Linked DNA regions of Mus musculus: region 2 is linked to region 1. Evidence: chromatin contacts called from public HiChIP or PLAC-seq data. All regions are on one chromosome and are shown on one strand. The core of a region is the stretch at or near the end of the contact, and the rest is flanking DNA. Distances in the headings are between cores, read along the strand shown.

Region 1 (4,838 bases), core at 625-3,124:
GTGGGTGAAGGCGTTTGCACTGAAGCCTCACACTCAACTTCCCAAGGTCATCTTTCACCATCACACATACTCACACACATACACACACTCACACACACATACACACACTCAAACACACACACACTCACGTACAAATAAGCACATTTCCCAAATATGCCAGTTAGCTGGAATTCTTTCTCTCTGAATATTTAACACAAACACTAACCTGAAGTAACTTGATGCTAAACAAGCAGGCACCTTCCTGCTGATGTGTCTCTTGGGCCCAACCTTAGAAAAAACACAGACCAACATCCATTCTGTTTCTGTGTTCTTCAGCCTCACTCTGTCTACAACACCAACCTTGTTGCCCATTTTATACACATATTCAGGACTGGAATTGCTAGACCCTTGGTAATTTTAGTCATAATTATTTGAGGAGCACCATTGGGCTCCCACTGCTGTTGCCTCAGTAGTCAGGAGTTTGCCTCTCAGCACCCCTGACAATCCAGTTTATTTTCTAGTTTCATTTGTGTTTAAATAGTGACTGTCCTAAGGGATGTGAAAGAGAAATTTTTAATGCTTAATCCATACCACAGTGGGATCAGCAAAAGGTAGGGGGTCCTGGGGGTGCTGTTACAAAGACTAGCCTGACAGACATGTTCAGTTACACAGATGGTGCACTGTCCACGTGCCTAGTCACGGGGTGAGAGGGCCTGGGATCCAGAACATTTCACATACCAAGTTATGAACAGTCTTCTGGAAGAAGGCAATAACTTTTCTTCCTGGAAAATAATGTCAGCCTGCCAAGCTGTCGCCACAAAAGCGTACCCCTTCAGAGCTGACTGAGACAATTTTTGTGGATCCTTCCTAGAGAAACGCTAGATAAACACTAGATTAGTGGACAGGGTAATGCCTGCTCCAACAGTCCCAGAAGAATATTAAAATCCTTTCCACCGAGGTGTTCTGCTGATGGCTGTGACAGTTTTACAAAATGACCCCTGTCAAGTAGGGTCTCTGTGCCCTCACCCTTTAATCTGGAATTGGTGACTGACAGAATTAAGCAGAAGCCCCTTTGTGTCACTATCTGGACCTGGGCCTTAAGTAGGTGGCAGTTTCTATGTCCTTTCTCTTGGGATATTTGTTCTTGGAATCTAGCCACCACACTATGAGGAAGCTGTTGCTAAAATTCTTTCCCAGGGGCTAGATATAAGTCCTGTCTCTCCCTTCTCCTAGAGGTCCTAGAACAAACTGAGGTCCAATTCCACTATAGATACGGTAGGGAACCAATGAGGTCCTAGGGCATCCGTACAGCCAAGCCTTCTTCCCCAGGAGCCCTGATGTTTGGCCCTTATCTCTCCTCCCACTCCCCATCTTATCGTGACTTGACACACTCTGTGATAAAGACACTGCCTTCTGAAGGGTCTCCCCATTCATTGTCAGACATGATCATTTCTCTGAGCACACCCTAGACCCTTCCACAGACTCCCCAGCTCCCTTTTGCCTTGGGCTAAGGCTTAGTGGTCTTGCAGGTCAAATTTGAGCCAAAGACATGCTGTCCACCTGGGTTCCATAACTTCCTCTAAGGTGAGGAGTGCTAACAAGCTAAGCAAAGTTGACAGGAGACACAGCCCAAATTCCCTGGCTTCCCCTGCTGATCAAACTCTCCCGTACTCACGGGCTCAAGTGCCTCGAGTTTCTTCCTAAAACAGGGCACAACCTTGAGTCTGGTCTGTTGCTCTCTACTTTCAATCCTACCCATCCTAGACTAACCAACTTCTCAGGAAGGAAATAGTTAAAGATCCCTGCCCTTCAGGGCCTGGCGGGGGCAGCAGCTTTGCAGCTTGGTGGCTGCTCCCTGGAGGGCAGGCGGGATAGCGCTCTTGCAGTTAGGTCCCAGAGTAGAGAGGAAGGTCTAGGAGCCTGTGGAGTCTAAGGAAGATCGCGGGAGGCGTGTTCCTCCGGAGTTTGCTTTTCCTTGGGAGCCTCGCGCGCACACCCATCCCTTCTAGTCTGGCAACTGTGTCTAGGAGGTGGGGAGCCTCTCTCTGATCCACCGGACCATCGCTGGAGCTTGCAGGCTGAGCAAGATCTCCCCCTAGAGAAGCCTGGCTGTCCGGGGAAGTTTCCCCGAGCTGAGACTGTGCTGCAGCCCTGGTCACCCGCCACCCTGCGCGCCACCCTCGTTCTCCAGCTCAGGCTCCGGCTGGCCCGTGCGCGGACCTGGAGCTGTCTGCTTCCGAGGAGCTCTAAGGTCGGTGCAAGTCTTTCTTTTTGGAACCAGGGCTGGAACTAGGGATAGGGTCGCTGCCGGGGCAATCTGCTGGGAGGAGCAGGGGTGTCTCGCAGCTCCAGGGAAACGCAACAGACCGGCCTGGCACTTACCTCCCGGGACGCCCAGTGTGGGGCGCTTTCCTGGGAGACGAACACTGGGGGGAGTGGGGGTGGACACCGGACAAGACCATTGAGCTTTGTCTCGGATTTTTAGGAAAGGGGAGCCGGGAGTGGGAGGATCTTTTTCTCCACACAAGCTTTCAGGCGCATCAAGGCCCAGGGCGCTTGCTCCAAAGCCTCCTGGTGAAGTTGGTCTCTTCCTATCCTGCACCCTGAGTGCCAAGGACACTTACTGTGAAGAACCAACCTCTGTGGAGCCCTCCTCACACCACGATGGCAGCTGGGGTTGGAAATCTGCCTGCTGGTGGAGGTCTGGGCGATTTGCTCAGTGCTGTCCTGTCCTTTAAAGGGCACTTCTTGTCTTTCATGTGCAGAACCCTGGAACTGTTTGTAGATAAGCCACCTCTGATTACACCACCCTTAGTGGCCTCACCCCAGCAGACCTGGGGCGAAAGCATATGAAAGTCAGAGGATGTGTCCAAGGAGAGTGGATAATTTGTCTTCTCCAGAGAACAAAACCACAGAGAACTTGAAAAAAAAAAAGTTCTTGGTTTAATTTTTTTTTTCTTCTTGTAGTTGTTTCTGATTCCCACACAGCCATCAACTCATCTGTTTTTAAAGATTGGCTATGAAACACCTTGGCAACCATACCATGTAAATTACCTGCCCTAAGTATGTGTGCGGTTTGGGCGCCGTTGGATTTTCCAAATTACTAATGGCAAGTGGACATTTGCTCTGAGAATCTGATGTATTAACTAGGGAAAGCACTAAGGGGTCAGCTTTTGTATGCCACCAAACTCTAGACCCACAAAAGGAAAGATGCTGACTCCATAGACATGTCCTTCTGGTCTGAATGTGAGTTGCTTCTCTAGAGCTCTGGCTCTAGAGCCAGATGCCCGGCAAAGCTTGACTGAAATATACCAAAATGAGCTACAGATCCGTCCTTGGGAAAGCATGGATTCGAAAGAGGTTTCTTTTATTTGGTTTTGTGTTTTTCACTCTGTAACAATATGGCATCCACATGTTTTTGACAGATGTCCCTTAGATGTGGTGAGCTGACAAGAGGTGTCAAGAGAAATGAGTTCTTGGTAGTGTCTTTGCTGGAGGGAAGCAAGGAAGGAAGGAAAGGAAGGAAGGAAGAAAGGGAGGGAGGGAGGGAAGGAGGGAGGAAGGAAGGAGGGAGGGAGGGAGGGAGGGAGGGAGGGAGGGAGGGAGGGAGGGAGGGAGGGAGGGAGGGAGGGAGGGAGGAAGGAAGGAAGGAAAGAGGTTTTACTGGCAGCTGGCTCACACCCTGATAGGAAGCCATGACTGTAGCTTTCTCAGTACCTGTGGCAATGAGGACCACTGAGCTCTACGTGAGCTGTGCAGTGCCTGTGACACCCAAATGGCTCATGAACTCCCCTCCTGGATGATTCTAATAGACCATGAAGCCATTTTGTTTATGGGAAAGACCTCTGTCTCTCATTTTTAAGATAACTATTACTAAATATTCCATTCCCATTGGGAAACCAGGAACCATAAATCATAAAGCAATCAAGGAATTGAAAGACTTGTGCCTCCCCTCACTATCCTGAGAGGGAGGCAGATCGTAAAAAGCTTTGTACTTGGCATTCTGGTCTACATGTGGGAAATGGAAAGATGATATTTGTAGACCTACTAATAATTCAGCCAGTTATTCCGGACTATTAGAGACGGGAGAGAAAATCTGTAACCACTTACAATTAAGGGTGAGCAGAAGTGACAGAAGTAAATGGCAGGCCCATCACTTTGAAATCACAGCAGCGGGTGAACACCTATAGCCCAGCCGTGAGACAGGATGACATCCAGCAGCCTTTTGGCTGTGAAAACACAGTCACTTCACTCATTCAAGACTCCTGATGTGTTACAGATGTTGTTCTGTCTGTATAAATTGTGATGCCCAAGTCAAGAACCAGTTGGTGCCTGTGAGATGCGATGTATATTGCTGTTTGGCAAGGCAAAAGCATGTGGGACTGACAGCAGGTGTTCCCCTATACTTCTTATAGCATGTCAGCATCTCTTATTTGGTACACTTATATTAAGCCTAAACTTAATAATGTCCCATGACAACTGTCAAAAATCCCTAAATGTGGTCACCCTTGAGCAGACTCAAAAAGATTGAGTCTTAAAATTTAGGATTAGGTGTATACGCCATAGATACACAGACCACTGCCCATAAATGAAGTTACTGTCCTCATTTACAGATTAATGAAAGAAAAGTACAAAATACCCAAAGGGGAGGAGCAATTGACTTTTGGTTGCTATTTTCTCAGCACCAGCCTTCCTTTTGTTTTCTAAGTGTCTTAAAGTATAAGAGGAGAAATCTAGATTTACTGAGCACCAGGGACCACCCGCCCTTTGAAGGCGATATAACATAAGAACTCTTTGATAATACCTGAACACTCCTTCCAATGTTCTGCTGCGTCATCCAAATTCTGGAGACATCTTAA
Region 2 (5,030 bases), core at 478-2,977, 110 kb before region 1:
GGTTGGCAAGTTTGGAGAAATGGAGGCATGGCCAGGCTCAGAGTGGAAGCCCTTGCCACCATGCAAATTTTTTATCCCTTATCTGCAGAACAGAATTAAAACACCACTAGCAACAAGAGTATTAAAAAGTGATGCAGCGAGAGCGTCACAGTAATAACTTCATGAGCGCACACATCAAGCAAACAGCACTCCGGAAGCTCTCTCTGGAGCTTCCTTTCTCAGCCCCAGGTTATCCTTCAGGAAGAGCTGGTGATGGCAGGGCTACAATGTGGCTAGCGTGTTTGATGCTGGGACTCTGAAGGGATGCAGAGGAATAAGATGGAGAAGGAGGCACCGCCAATCCGAAGGCACAAAGTTAAACTCAGCATTTAATGCCTTCAATAGTCTCATGATGAGGAACTGATCAGAATGTCTGATGTCCATTATGATTCAGAAAACTATCCCAAATCCACCATCTTGAAGCAAGAAGCAACATTTGTTGCCTCACTCACTTCCCACAGGTGAGGAACTCGATAGCCATTCGATAGGGTAGTTTTAGGTCATGAGGTTGTAGTCAAAACATTAACCATGGTTGTCAGTATCTGAAGCTCTCACATCCACCATTGTTTCTGAGATGGCTCACGTGTACAGTCCTGGTATTGACAGGACACCGTAGCCATGTGAGCTTTTCTCGGGCAGTGTCACACTGCTTCCAAGAATCCTTTTACATGATTTTCTCCTGACTGAACAATTCAAGAAAAGCAAGACAGAAGCCATAATGATAGGAACCCTCAGAAGTCACATGCCATCATTTCCACGACATCATATTGGTCTTTGTAGCTCCGTCAGAATGGTAGGGAAGCATGACACGTGGGCATGAAGACCTGTTGACAGCGATCACGGGTGGTTATAGTTCTACAACTGAGGCTCCTGGGACCCAAGGACATGAAGTAACTTTGCAGAGGTCTCACATGCATTGTGGACTTGGGGTTTAAAGCTAGCTTTCTCAAAAAAAGATCTATAGCACTGAATACACTGCCTCTTTAAAAGACTTAATACTCAAAGGCAAAGATATGTGTCCACACAGGGAACTGTTTATAATGATATCAGGAATGCAAAATTTAAAAAACAAAAATCCTGGAGCATACCAATAGACTTAATTTGGCACAAATTTCTGACTCCAACTTCCTTCATCTCCAGCCTAAATTGTCAGGTTTATAAACACAGGTGTACTTGTGCCAGAATTAATCAAGTATTACATGGCACAGTAAAGGGGGAAGGGGGTCACAATCTGAGAAAGTTTAATTTTGTAAAATAAACTGACTTCAAAGCAAGCCAGATGTTTTGCATGTTACCTTTGTAAAGGATAGGCGGAGATTAAAGCCATGATAATGAAACATTCCATCCTCTCTAGGAGATGGAGGCGGGCTCTGCTTTCTTCTACTTATTTACAAGACATTATAAACCCAAAGGCTGAGGGACTAAATGCTTCCATAAATCATGGAGGCTGCCTTACTCCACTTCTGGGCAGTGCAGAGCTGCACAAACGAAGCTCAGTGCAGACACTCAGGAACAAGGGAAAGGGCACCAAGACTTTTCCCCACCTGCATCTACGCGGCAACACCACACATGGCCTTGAGCTCATTTAGAAAGCATTGGTGTTTAACTAGAAACATAGGGCATAAGTCTTATTCGTTCTAAAGTCGATGTAAAATATGTTGAATGTTAAGCCACATGGAGAAAATCTAGAGACAATAGCCACACTGTAGAGGAGGGGTCTGAACTGCTTACTCTACCAGGTCCTAAAGCTGTCATTCCATCTGCAAGCCCACCTACATCATCTGTAGGGGAAGCAGTCTGAATTCTCTCTAAAAAGGATGTTGGGGTCTCCTTCCCAAGTTCCAGCTCCCAGTTCCTGGACTCCTCTACAACAATATCCCATTGTTCAATGGAAATAACAATCTTGGAGCTTCAAGCGACTGGTTCTTTTCAACTCTGGCCATCCTGAAAGCTTTTGCCCTGTGTTTCTCTCTCTAATGAAAGCAAATGAAAAGCAGACATGTGGCAGGCTGAGATCCACACAGTAAATTAAAGCCAGCCCCACTCCCTGCTTCCAAGCAGCTCCTATCTGCAGGCCAGGCTGCAGACCTAATGGGTTTCATTCACTTCGACTCCTGTTTCAAAGCACTGGGCATGGAATAAATTAGCCAGCTCATCTTACCCTCTAATACTTAAAACCCCCAGCATTGGATCTTTAGAGAATATTTCATGGAAGACAGCGTTTCTTGAAGGAAAAAAAAATTGGCAAGAAGGTAAAGGATCTACAACAGTGTTCAATAAGATTTCAAAGAATATTGAGATGTTGAACAAAAAGAGGCAGCATGCTCCATTACAATAAAGCACCTTGAACTTGGTAGGGTCTTTGATGTAGAAGAGGAGGAGGTAGGGGGAGGAAAAGGAGGAAGGGGGAGGTGTGAGAGGATGAGAAGGAAGAAGAAGAGGAGGGAGAAGAAAACTTCGTTTGTGGAAGTTTTAAAATATGATGAGTCTTTTGTTCCATTCCAACTCCTAGTCCTACTCCATTTTATAGACTCAGATGCCAGCTCTCAGAACTATGTTGTTTCAAAAGCTGTATCACTTGCAACTGTGAATAAAGTACACAAAAAAGACCCTCCAAATCTATTGTAAGAGCCAAACAAAAGTTTTGTTTGGCCTTGTTTTTAACATTGTGCTCTAGATTGGGGGTATTTGATAGTAGAATTAAACAAATGTGAAATAATAAAAACAGAAAGAAAGGCAGAACCTCTCATGAATAATGGGACAGTGTCCTCATGGATGACAGGACAATGTTTCAAGCAAGTGTCAAAGTGGAAAACTGGCCTTGTCCCCATGTAAAGCCAGAACTATCTATACATCCCATTGCATAAAGCAGTTGTGTGCCTGTTATGACATCAGGGAGTTTACGCTCTGAGCCCTCAACAGCATGGGGTCTTTCTAAGGACAATTCTATTCTCAAATTACAGCTATAGTTTAGGGGTCTTTTCTTCTATTGAGCATCCTCAAATTGCCTACGATGTAGGGCCTTTGAGGTTAGAATTCATTTCTGCCTTGTATGCAGGGATCGTCCTCGTGAGCACAATCTGAGCATATCATGCAGAACTGGTGCCCTAGTGACTGTGCTTTGAAGCTGCCACAGCTTCCCAAGAGACTCTGAATAAGATTCACATTCCTCGCCGGATTCTTCACAGCCCTCCACGGTCCAGAGCTTTGTTCTTTTATCCAAAACCATTCCATATTCCCTCTGACCTGTATCCCAGTCAGAAAACCCCCTCCACAACTCCTCTGTGATATGTCCCTGCTATTAACTCTCTCCATCCTTCCCTCTCTCTCTCTCCTCTCCCTCTCATTACTGCCTCCATCCTGGCATTTTTAGAGGCACTTCCTTGCTCCTGTCTGATAATTCTGAGTGACCTATAATACCTCTACCCCCCCATACTCATTCTTGGAATTCAACATTACACCATGCAGTTTTTCCCTTGTAGCTTTATTTGTGTTGCCCACATATATGGTTTTTGTTTTGTTTTCTTTTTGTTTTTTCTTTTCTTGTCTAATAGGCCCATCATTTCAGTGCAAGCCAAGCCCTCAGGCAGCACTAGTGTTTGTTTGATTCACTGTTGTGGACACAGCTTCTAGTTGGTGCCTGGTCTATATTACATGTGCCATAAAAACACATACAAAGGATGGTCAGTGAATCATGCAGCATAATAAATGTTCCCATTAATTGAACTTAAACCTTTAAGGAACAGACACTAACAAGATTAAAAGTAATAACAACAATCTGGTGGAAATCTTAACATGTCTTTAAAATTGACTGCTTGAATTCAATGTAAGCTTATCCTGGCACGTCGAGGCTGCATTTGTGAGTGGTACACTCTGCATCGGTATAAGCTCTGGGATGTTGTTCTTGGACTTTACTGATCATTAGCTCAGCAGTGATCATGCTCATGTGCCTGAAATTGCTATGCTTTTGAAGTTCTGAGTCTGTTCTCTTGCTGTTTTGTTTGTTTGTTTGTTTGGTTGTTTGTTTGTTTGTTTGTTTGGTTGGTTGGTTGGTTGGGTTGGGTTGGGTTTGATTTGGTTTAGTTTGGTTTGATTTGGTTTGGATTGGATTGGTTTATCATGGTTGAGCTGTCAAGTTGCCACCTTTTGAAGAAAGATTCTTAAGCAACTCACCCACTTCCTCGGCTTGGCTGCTTTAGTCTGTTTATGGTTTAGGAAGTCAGATAATAATTGTGGAACAATGAGAGTGATGTGGCAGTGGACAGGCTCCTGAACACCTGTCAAAAAGTCCAGTGAGCAGAATAACTTCTATTTCAGTCTGTCTTCATGGCAGTGACTATGTTCTAGCTACAAGAGTCAGGAATGTAAGCAACCCCTGAAAAGCTGAAATGTGCTTCAGTAACTGAGCAGCTACCACAGCAGAGCCCCCCAAAACACCTCAACTCCTTGTATTTCTAGGCCAAAAGGTAAAAAACAGATGCAAGCTGAAATATTAGTGCAGATGTATATGGGAAATCCATTTGGATTATTTTTGCAGAGAAAAGAAAAAGTTGTATAAAGAGAAAAGAAAACTATTTTGTATAAAGAGAATACGTTGGGGGTTTGTAATTCAGAAAGTTAACCAAAGGAAATGGCAAGCATCCAAAGCAGGAAACTGTAAGTTTAACTAAGGATAGCCTATGCTTGATTATTCAATCTCCCATTAGCCAATAACCAAATGAATGAGTCTTCAATTAAAAAATCCCTTCTGAGTCTGAAGGAGGTAAAATTAGAGCAGAGATGAAAATGAAAACATGAAATCTATGACTTTTTGTTTTCTTAAGGATGAGTCACTGAGGATCTTCTAAATGATTGATTGCAACCCGTGAGAAAAAAGAACACATTAAGCCATTTGAGCCCAGTGGCTCTCTGGGGATCTCGCCTCCACTGTTGGAACAATTTGATTGCATAAGCTAATGCTACACATTACCAAAGTGAAAGAGTTCCAACAT

Evidence for each region. HiChIP or PLAC-seq counts read pairs in DNA pulled down with a chosen protein or histone mark.
Region 2: an H3K4me3 HiChIP or PLAC-seq map of embryonic limb bud shows a contact between it and region 1, with 3 times the contacts expected there. The contact joins the enhancer-like site here to the promoter of Ednra in region 1. A contact is called at or near these places in 9 of 39 promoter capture datasets (the 3T3-L1 cell line, 3T3-L1-derived adipocytes, cranial neural crest and 5 more), 6 of 484 Hi-C or Micro-C datasets (the 3T3-L1 cell line, nephron progenitors and uterus), 4 of 115 datasets of contacts at active chromatin or transcription factors (craniofacial prominence, embryonic limb bud, fibro-adipogenic progenitors and 1 more) and 1 of 9 other capture datasets (adipose tissue).

The regions. Positions count from the first base shown.
Region 1 is chr8:77,721,488-77,726,325 of GRCm38.p6, reverse strand. It overlaps Ednra (endothelin receptor type A), which reads left to right and starts at 1,874. Exons shown (of 8, transcript NM_010332.2): 1 at 1,874-2,230. LOC108167319 (a long non-coding RNA gene) reads right to left here and starts at 2,741. Exons shown (of 4, transcript XR_003947564.1): 1 at 2,604-2,741.
Region 2 is chr8:77,826,383-77,831,412 of GRCm38.p6, reverse strand. No RefSeq gene overlaps it. Among named protein-coding and RNA genes, the nearest start is that of Gm23981, 21 kb to the right of the region's middle. Within about 2 kb of position 1,727, at least 23 of the 459 cell types and tissues checked have an H3K27ac peak or open chromatin away from gene starts, as enhancers often do. A contact at or near this core is called in craniofacial prominence, embryonic limb bud and second pharyngeal arch cranial neural crest, where this site is marked.